3 separate regions of the Sus scrofa genome follow, and all the other regions are linked to region 3. Evidence: chromatin contacts called from public Hi-C data. All regions are on one chromosome and are shown on one strand. Each heading gives the region's core, a stretch centred on a gene start, on an enhancer-like site or on the middle of the called end of the contact. The rest is flanking DNA. Distances are from core to core; before and after follow the strand shown. Region 1 holds the start of FBXL19 (F-box/LRR-repeat protein 19). Region 2 holds the start of RNF40 (E3 ubiquitin-protein ligase BRE1B). Region 3 holds the start of HIRIP3 (HIRA-interacting protein 3).

Region 1 (2,700 bases), core at 49-2,548, 680 kb before region 3:
GCCTGTCGGGAAATGTAGTCTGGTGCCTTCACTCGCTATTAGGGAGGGTAATTTATGTCACCAGTGGGGATCAATGCGAGTGAGGGAGAAAGACGTCCTGGCGATCCAGGAATATATAATATCCGCCTCCCCGTATGGTGAGGACTTCATCTTTCAGGGGAAGCTCTTAAAGGAAAGCAACAGTAATAAGTATTGTCGCGACCAGAGAGGCGTGGTTCTTTTCCAAAGTACCGTCACGCTGTTGTCCCCTGGAAAGCTTCCGCGCCTCACACCCGATGCTTGTTCCCTCAAACCTCAGAGAATCGGCATCTTCCAAGTCGTGAGAGCTCCAGGGAAAGGGCTCTGGAGTCGTACAAAATCCCCGCCCCTCCTTGGGAAGTCACCAAACCTCTATTTTTCTCATCTGAAAAGTGGGGATAATGATACCTACCTCAAAGTGGAGTTAGAAGTGTTAAGACAATGTTCACGAAAAGGCCGGGCTCAGGGCCTGGTACGGGGCATGTGTTGGCAATTCCCTTTTCGAGGTCCCTTCCAGCCCAGCTGTTCTGGGATCCCAGGAATTCATCATACCCGAAGGAGTTAGCGCCTGTGAGAAGACAACTGTGGCAGGCTGTCTACCCCATCTTGAGCCGCACCCCCTCCTCCCAGGCCCCTCCTCATCTGGGTCCTCCTGTGTCCACTACCGAGTACTGCTCCCAGGGGGCGCCCATTCTCCATTTGACTGAGGTCCTGCGAACTGTCCAGATTCCCCAACCTGAAGTTGTGGGCGCTCAAATTGCCCAGGCCCATCTCCAGCCAGTCTTGGAGCCCCTGCCCACCTTTCGCCCCTACCCGCGCCCAGAACACCTCAGCCACCCAAGCAGGTGGGACCGCTTCCTACCTCTGTGCTTTCTTACCTGCCTTCTTAATCTTCCTCCTCTGCCTGGAAAATTACTCACTTTGACCCCAAGGCAGACAGACTGCGGTGCTCTGCCCTCTCTTCTGTGTCGGAAAGTAGAGGGTTAGAGGGCCTGGCGGAAGACTTGGTGGGTGTGGTTTTACTGTCAAGGAAGTTAACGCTGACCAGTGTGACTTGAAGTCCTAAATTTGCTGGGACCTGCCTCAGGCTGAACTGAGGCTCCCTCTAGCTCACACTTTATCAGTTAGGAAATCTTGGCTCCCAGGAGATTGTCTCCTTTACATCCTCACTGCTTTCTTTTTGGCTTGCATGATTGCCTCAGGGATCTCTCTGGGGCTGTTCCCTCTGCCTGTTAGGCCCTTCCCCTCCACCTGGCCCGCTGCTGCACCCCATTAGCTATTCATCCTTCTGGTCTCTGTTTAAATACAACAGTCTCAGTAAAACCTTCTTGAGCATAATTCCCATCTGAGATTCATTTGACTCTTCGCCTAGATTATAAACTTTATGAAGAGTCCATCTCAGAGTTCCCATGGTGGCTCAGAGATAACACACTGTACTAGTATCCACGAGGACGCAGGTTCAATCCTTAGCCTCACTCGGTGGGTTAAGGATCCTATGTTGCCATGAGCTGTGGTATAGGTCGCAGCCGCGGCTAGGGTCCCAAGTTGCTGTGGCTGTAGTGTAGGTCAGCAGCTGTAGCTCCGATTTGACCCCTAGCCTGGGAACTTCCATATGCCACGGGTGTGGCTGTAAAAAGAAAAAAAAAAAAAATCCATCTCATACATTACATGCTTTTAGCACATCATTTGATCCTCATAAGACCCCTATGAGCGAGAATCCCATGTCATAGATGAGGAAACTGGGAATGGATGAGTTGTACATAGAGAGAGCTAAGATTCAAAATCCAAGATTTCATAGCCCATCCTCAGAACAACTGCAGCATCCACAAACTGATCAAATCCAGCCCATGCTTGTGTTAAGTTTGGCATAGCAACAACACATTTCAGCTTTCACTTGGAATCTTGAAATCTAGCAACAGTGAGTCTGCCTTCCTTGAGCAAGAAATAGCTGAAGCTGAACAGTGGCTGCCTCTTATGGATAAGACATGTACTCACCAGATCAACACAACTCCCATCCAGCTTGCTTCAGTCCGAACATAAGCACTATTGGCCCCACTTATTAGCTAAGACGTGAAAAGAAGCCTGTTGAGGAGCTCCCATAGTGGCGCAGTGGAAACGAATCCCACTAGGAACCATGAGGCTGTGGATTCAATCCCTGGCCTTGCTCAGTGGGTTAAGGATCTGGCATTGCTGTGAGCTGTGGTGTAGGTCGCTGGCGTGGCTTGGATCTGCTGTGGCTGTGGCTGTAGCTGTGACGTAGGCCAGCAGCTGTAGTTCTGATTAGACCCCTAGCCTGGGAACCTCCATGTGCCAAGGGTTCGGCCCTAAAAAGCAAAAAAAAAAAAAAAAAGAAGAAGAAGAAGACTCTTGAAAGTCAAGACCATTTCTTACACTGTTTAGAGCTCCTCAGTGCCAGGTGCTGTGCCTGTGCCCACAACCGGGTGGGTGGGGAGATGGCAGAGTGAAACTGCATACAGAGATGGGGGAAAATGTTTACTTTTCACTTATAACCTGCTCTCCAGGTTCACATTTTTGCCATAAGCAGATATTTATGTATACTTAAAACAGGGGTTGAAAATACTATAATCCAGCTATGTTGACATTAAAATGTAAAGACTGAGTTCTTGTCGTGGCACAGCAGAAAAGAATCCAACTGGGAACCATGAGGTTGTGGGTTAATCC
Region 2 (2,700 bases), core at 97-2,596, 570 kb before region 3:
TCAAGATCCTTTCCTCTCCAGGACCTTTCCCAGAACTTAATTAAGCTTCCTAGATCCTAGGGTTCTGGCCCTACCCCTCAGCTCCGATGTTCCTGGCTCTGTGAGAGGGGTCTCATCACGCGTTGGCCCTTCCTGGGTCCCAGGCGCCTCTGGCCCTGAAGACAGCTCCCCCTGGCTCTCATGGTGTCGGAGAAGGGCTTCCACAGTTTCATCCAGCTGAAAGGAGAAAGCACCAAAAATGTTAGGAATCCCTCAGGTGCTTCCTAGCATGATACTCCCTTTCTAACAGAGAAGTCTGAGAACTGGCAGCTGGATCAAAGCCCAGTCTTGTAAAGGAGAGGGGCATTCACCTGGGCCCAGTAGCGATTGACAATGAGGAGTGTGGCATCATCTGTAGCCTGCCTCTTCTCCAGTTTCTCAATTCGTTCTCGGAGTTCATCTTCACAAGCCTGTCTCTGTTCCAATCGCTCTGCTAGTTTCTTGTTCTTGAACTGCAGAACCTTCAGGTCCATCTCCTCCTACCAAGGAAACAGAGGGGCCGAGGAGAGAGAGGGTCAAGAAGGGCCCAAGAAACCAATCAGAGAAAGAGACAAAGGAAAGCAGATAGAACGGATGTGAGAGGGGAGCAGACTGCTAACAGGACATACAAAGCTCAGACACCCACGGAGGAAGCGTCTTGTTTGTAAGGAGCGTCACGTTCTGCTCCTGCCTCTTTCTACCTGAAGTCTGACATGTCTGTCACACGCTCTCTGGGAACCTGTTTGCCTATCTGCGAGGGGAAGGCAGACGTCATGTCCTAGGTTTCCTTCAACAGAATGCTCTGTAAAGTGGATCTGGTTAAACTTGGGGAACTGGGAAAACGGTTCTGGGAAGTTGGGCGGGCTGGGGCAGGAGCCCACGAACCGTGGAAGAGATGCCCCCAAGACGAATGGGCTCTATAAGCGTTGTTGTTGTCTTCTCCTCGCGGTTCAGCTTCTTCTCTGGGGGCCCCGAGCCCCCATCGCCGGCGGCGCGTTTGTTGCCGGGCCCAGACATGGCCGCGGCGGCGAGGAGCGGCCCCCGGTCTCTCGAGGACGTCAGGCAGGCGGACTCGGCACTTCCGTCACCTGCAGAAGACAGAGAGTAGAGCTGGGGAAGGGGACGGAGGTCCGCAGCCACGAGCCTACCCCCGCACACAGCTGCCGGACCCCGCCCCGCCGGCCCCGGGCCCCTCACCAGCAGCAGGATCAGCCTAGCGCCGCCATCTTGGACTTCACCGGACGTCACTGGGCACCCCCGCCCCCCAGCACAGAGCGCAGGCGCCAGAGGCAGCGCCGGATGTGGCGAAATCTTCTCCAGTTCCTGTTTCTATTGGTTGTGCTTTGTTCCTCCTCTTGCGTCCGTTTGGTTTCTTTCTGAACACCTCCTCTTTCTCTCAGTGATTGGCCGGTAGGCAGTTGCCATGGTAACTGACAACACACTTCCACTCCGCAGTCCTAATAACGCCGCCTGCCTCAGATTAACAACTTCGAAGAGAGGGCACCGGGGCGGGGTTTGCATCTTATTATGCATGCGCATTCTCTTCTCACAGTTTGGCGAGCACGGTACACTTTCTCCCTTCCTACTGGATCCTCCTTAGCAACCGTCACCGTTGAGACGGAGGGACGCCCCCAGCCGATTGGCTGTACCCGGCCTCTCTGCAGCGTAGATTGGCTGAAGCGTCGATAAGGGCCAGGCCTTGGCAGTCGCCGCCCGAGATCGGCTGTCCCAGAACCGAGGCAGGATAAAGACGGTGGGGACCCGCGACACAGAGGAGCGACCAGATGATCCGCCGGAAATCCAGCCAATTCCGGCGACTGAAAAGGCGGTCGGAGCTGGACCAGCACTCCGAACTGCGGCGAGAACATGAGAAAGACCATGAGAAGGACCTCAGCTCGTTGGATGAATCGGCCAAGAGGATGGGAACAGGAGTGCGGACCGAGTCAGGGACCGTGGCCTCAGTGGATGCGAATGAAGATCCTGCAGCCAACTTGTTCCCGGTGAGGACAGGTCAGAGTGGTCTGCTCATGAATGTTTATAAAAGGGCTCCCAGGCAGGGGGCCGTTTGTTTCCCGGGCTGCCTTGGTGAAGAGGCAGGCTTGAACTGCTTGTCAATACGCTCATGAATAGTACTTAGGGATCGCCGAAGCCCAGCCCGCCGGTATTGCTAGTACACAGTTTTTAAGATGAGAAGGCAAGGTATCGCGTTGTTAGACCACCAGAGATTCACCAAGGGCAAAGAACCACGGGCCAGGACTAACAACGCAGCTCTGCCTTTCCCAATCCGCTTTCTCTCCCGCAGCCGCCGCTACCCCAGCCCCGGATCTGCATATGGTGAGTGTGAAGAGCTTTGAGGGAAAGTTACCCTTCACACTTGTATTATTCCTTTAGCGCTTCCTTACGAGCCTGTCAAACAGGACGGAATTCCCATTTTACAGACAAGGAGACTGAGGCCCAGAGATACAATTACCCAAGATGACTATAAGCCAGGTCTCCCGCTGCCTCAGTGACTTTGTTATAAAGTTACACAGCGAGTTAGTGGAAGAGCCAAACCTCTTAACTCAGGTCTCTTGCTTCCCAGTCCTACGCTCTAGCCATCATAGCCTTGTCCTAAGACTAATGCATAATGGCCAACACCTTTTCCCCTCTTTTCCTATGATAGGAAGTACCTCGACATCCATT
Region 3 (2,700 bases), core at 10-2,509:
TCATCCTCAGCGGGACTGACTTCTGCCGTCTCATTCTTTGCTGGGGGGCTGAAGCAGTCTGGGCTGGAGGCTGCAGAGCTGGGCTCTGGAATGTGGAGAGAAGAGAAGGTTGGGAGAGGTTTCTCCTGTCACTTTCTTCCTCCACTTGGGATAAACTGCCTCTAATCCTGCTCTGACAGACGGAAGGGCAGTAGGAGACAGCGCTCAGTCTACCCTTTTCCTAGTGCCTGACGCACCCATCCAGCGCCCTCATCTAAGGCCTTGGGGCATAGCTCACGCGCAACAAGTAAATACGTTTTGAATGGACCACCTATGTAGAAAGCACTAACCTGACTCTGAATTGAAACGGAACCTTTTCCTCTCTCGGTCATGGCAGAGGGTGGGAGACCTCTTCGCCTTCTTGGCAAGGTCGAGCCTCTCTTCCTTGGCACCCGTTTCATCCACCTGTGTGGAGCATCAAGAGGGCAAAACATGAACCAAGGTTGTTTTCGGCCCCGCCCCCCTCAGGCTCCTCCGCCGCCGCCTCCACAACCCCCGCCTCTGGTGACCCCGGCTGGCGCCCTCACCTGCATCTTCAGCAGCTCCTCCTCCACTAGCCTCTTCAGCGCCTGCTTCTCCTCAGGTTCCAGGTGGTCGCGGCCGGCGTGAGCCAAGAACCTCTGCCGCACGATGGAGTGCGTAAGCGTGCTGCAGAAACACGTGTCAGGACAGAGTCCCCGTCCCGCCCCTGCCCTTTCCAACCCCAACGCCAACCTCCGGTGCACCTGAGGTCCGGGCGGCCTCGGAAGAAGCTACGGGTGAACTCCTGCATCTCATTCTCCCGCGCCATTTTGCTCCACCCAGAATACTGGTGGCTCCCGCCTTTTTTCTTCCCGGCCTCCGTCCACGCGTTTGACAGGAGCTTGCGCACGCGCAGAGTCGTAGAGCCGTGAGGCTAGCGACCGTTGAAGGTCCGTTGCGGGCCGCTTAGACCGAGAACTTTACCAGACAAAACTTGCTCTCCCCGGGCAGTGTGTGTGTTTGGGGGGGGGGTGTCTCGCAGCTCCTTCCTCTTTTTTTTTTTTTTTTTTTTAAGAACGAAGCGCTTCGAAAGTTTTCCTTAGAAACCGATTCGCAGCCCGCAACCTTTGGGTAACGCAATCAACCTGCGACGCTGCCTCCGTTCGTGATCACGGGCAGCAGTTAGGCCTCTGTGATTTTCGAAAGACAGAAAGAAAAGGGCGTCCCCACCTAGAGACTAGGAATTCCAGGGAGAAATTCGTCTTGTGGCTTCAAATCGCTAAGCACATTCCAAGTCAGTAAGGAAGCCCTTCGGCAGCCGACATCTCTGTGACGTCTTCACGTCGCGGCGGCGCCATCTTCCGCGTATCCCCTGGAAACAACGCTCCTTTCACGGTGGTCCCTCGGAGCCACCCCCTGTGGTCAAGATCTCTGGGCGCGGTGGACTCTGGGAGTTGTAGTCCCAGCGAACACAGCCTAGCCGAGTCTCCGGAAGTGGAAGCGGAAGAGGCCGGGCCGAGGCGGCTTTCGGGTAGCGGGACCCCGGACTAGGTTTGGGGCGCCACTCCCGGACCCAGTCATGAACGGGCCGGCGGATGGCGAAGTGGACTACAAGAAGAAATACCGGAACCTGAAGCGGAAGCTCAAATTCCTCATCTACGTGAGTGCTGGGTGGAGTGGGAAGGTGGAGGGGGGTGAGGCCTGGCGCTGGTAGGACGTCCGTTTAGTTCTGTGTAAAGGGAGCAGGGTACTCTGTGGCCGGCTTCCGAGCCCCATTTACGGATGGCAGGTGGCTCAGCATCCACCTTGCCCTTGATACAGGAACACGAGTGCTTCCAGGAGGAACTGAGGAAGGCACAGAGAAAATTGTTGAAGGTGTCCCGGGACAAGAGGTGAGACAGGCTCCGAGGGGAGGAGGGAGACCAGAGTAGATCTACATTCGGCCCCCACCCTGGAATGGGCCACAAATGCATGATGCCTGCCTGGGGACTGTTGTGAGGACGGGGCCAGTTCGAAGGGACGGGGGCTCAAGAGAACGTTGCAGAGATGGGAATAAACACTCATTGTTCCCCCCGCCTCTTTCCTCAGTTTCCTCCTAGACCGACTTCTGCAGTACGAGAACGTGGATGAAGACTCTTCTGGTGAGCAGGGTCATGGAAAATTGGTGGAGGACATGCTCCTGGCGCTCCAGCCAGCTCACTGGGCCCTCCTTTTAGACTGGAGGCCAGTACACCTCTGGTGGTTCCTAAGCCTGGTTGCTTGCCCTCCACCTCCCCTGTTTGTTAACTCAAGTATTACTGGATATCTACTTCGTTTCAGGCACTGTGCTCTGCACAGGGAATGCAGTGGTGACTGAGATGCACAAAGCTTCTGGGAATTTGTATTGTAATTAGGTGTAATAAGAGAGCAAAGAAATAAACTAGAGTTTTAGATTCGAAAGGCATAAAATCAGGGTGATATGGTAGTGATTGGAATAAAGCAGGGGTTGATAAACGTTCTCTGTAAAGAGCTAAGTAGGCATTCCTGCTGTGGCACAGTGGGTTAAAGATCCGGCCGCGTCACTGCAGCAGTTAAAGCAGTGGTGTAGGTCGAAGGTGCAGCTTGGATTTGATCCCTGGCCTGAGATCCTCAGGTGTGGCCTCCATATGCTTCAGGTGCGGCGAAAAAGGGGAAAGAGAGCGGGAAAAGAGCCAAGTAGAC

What was found. A called contact is a pair of places that touch in the nucleus more often than the background predicts.
Region 1: a Hi-C map of liver shows a contact between it and region 3, with 9 times the contacts expected there. The contact joins the promoter of FBXL19 here to the promoter of HIRIP3 in region 3. A contact is called at or near these places in 1 of 5 promoter capture datasets (liver) and 1 of 47 Hi-C or Micro-C datasets (liver).
Region 2: a contact with region 3 is called in a Hi-C map of liver, with 5 times the contacts expected there. The contact joins the promoter of RNF40 here to the promoter of HIRIP3 in region 3. A contact is called at or near these places in 2 of 47 Hi-C or Micro-C datasets (heart right ventricle and liver).

What each region holds. Positions count from the first base shown.
Region 1 is chr3:17,520,461-17,523,160 of Sscrofa11.1, forward strand. FBXL19 (F-box/LRR-repeat protein 19) reads right to left here and starts at 1,299. Exons shown (of 12, transcript XM_013987711.2): 1 at 897-1,299; 2 at 431-586.
Region 2 is chr3:17,634,644-17,637,343 of Sscrofa11.1, forward strand. RNF40 (E3 ubiquitin-protein ligase BRE1B) reads right to left here and starts at 1,347. Exons shown (of 20, transcript XM_021086412.1): 1 at 1,216-1,347; 2 at 904-1,106; 3 at 351-518; 4 at 75-216. The coding sequence starts at 1,035. It overlaps CCDC189 (coiled-coil domain-containing protein 189), which reads left to right and starts at 1,511. Exons shown (of 8, transcript XM_013992414.2): 1 at 1,511-2,018; 2 at 2,321-2,352; 3 at 2,681-2,700. The coding sequence starts at 1,803.
Region 3 is chr3:18,200,648-18,203,347 of Sscrofa11.1, forward strand. It overlaps HIRIP3 (HIRA-interacting protein 3), which reads right to left and starts at 1,260. Exons shown (of 8, transcript XM_021087988.1): 1 at 765-1,260; 2 at 567-687; 3 at 330-444; 4 at 1-85. The coding sequence starts at 829. It overlaps INO80E (INO80 complex subunit E), which reads left to right and starts at 1,445. Exons shown (of 6, transcript XM_021088007.1): 1 at 1,445-1,660; 2 at 1,822-1,892; 3 at 2,089-2,141. The coding sequence starts at 1,580.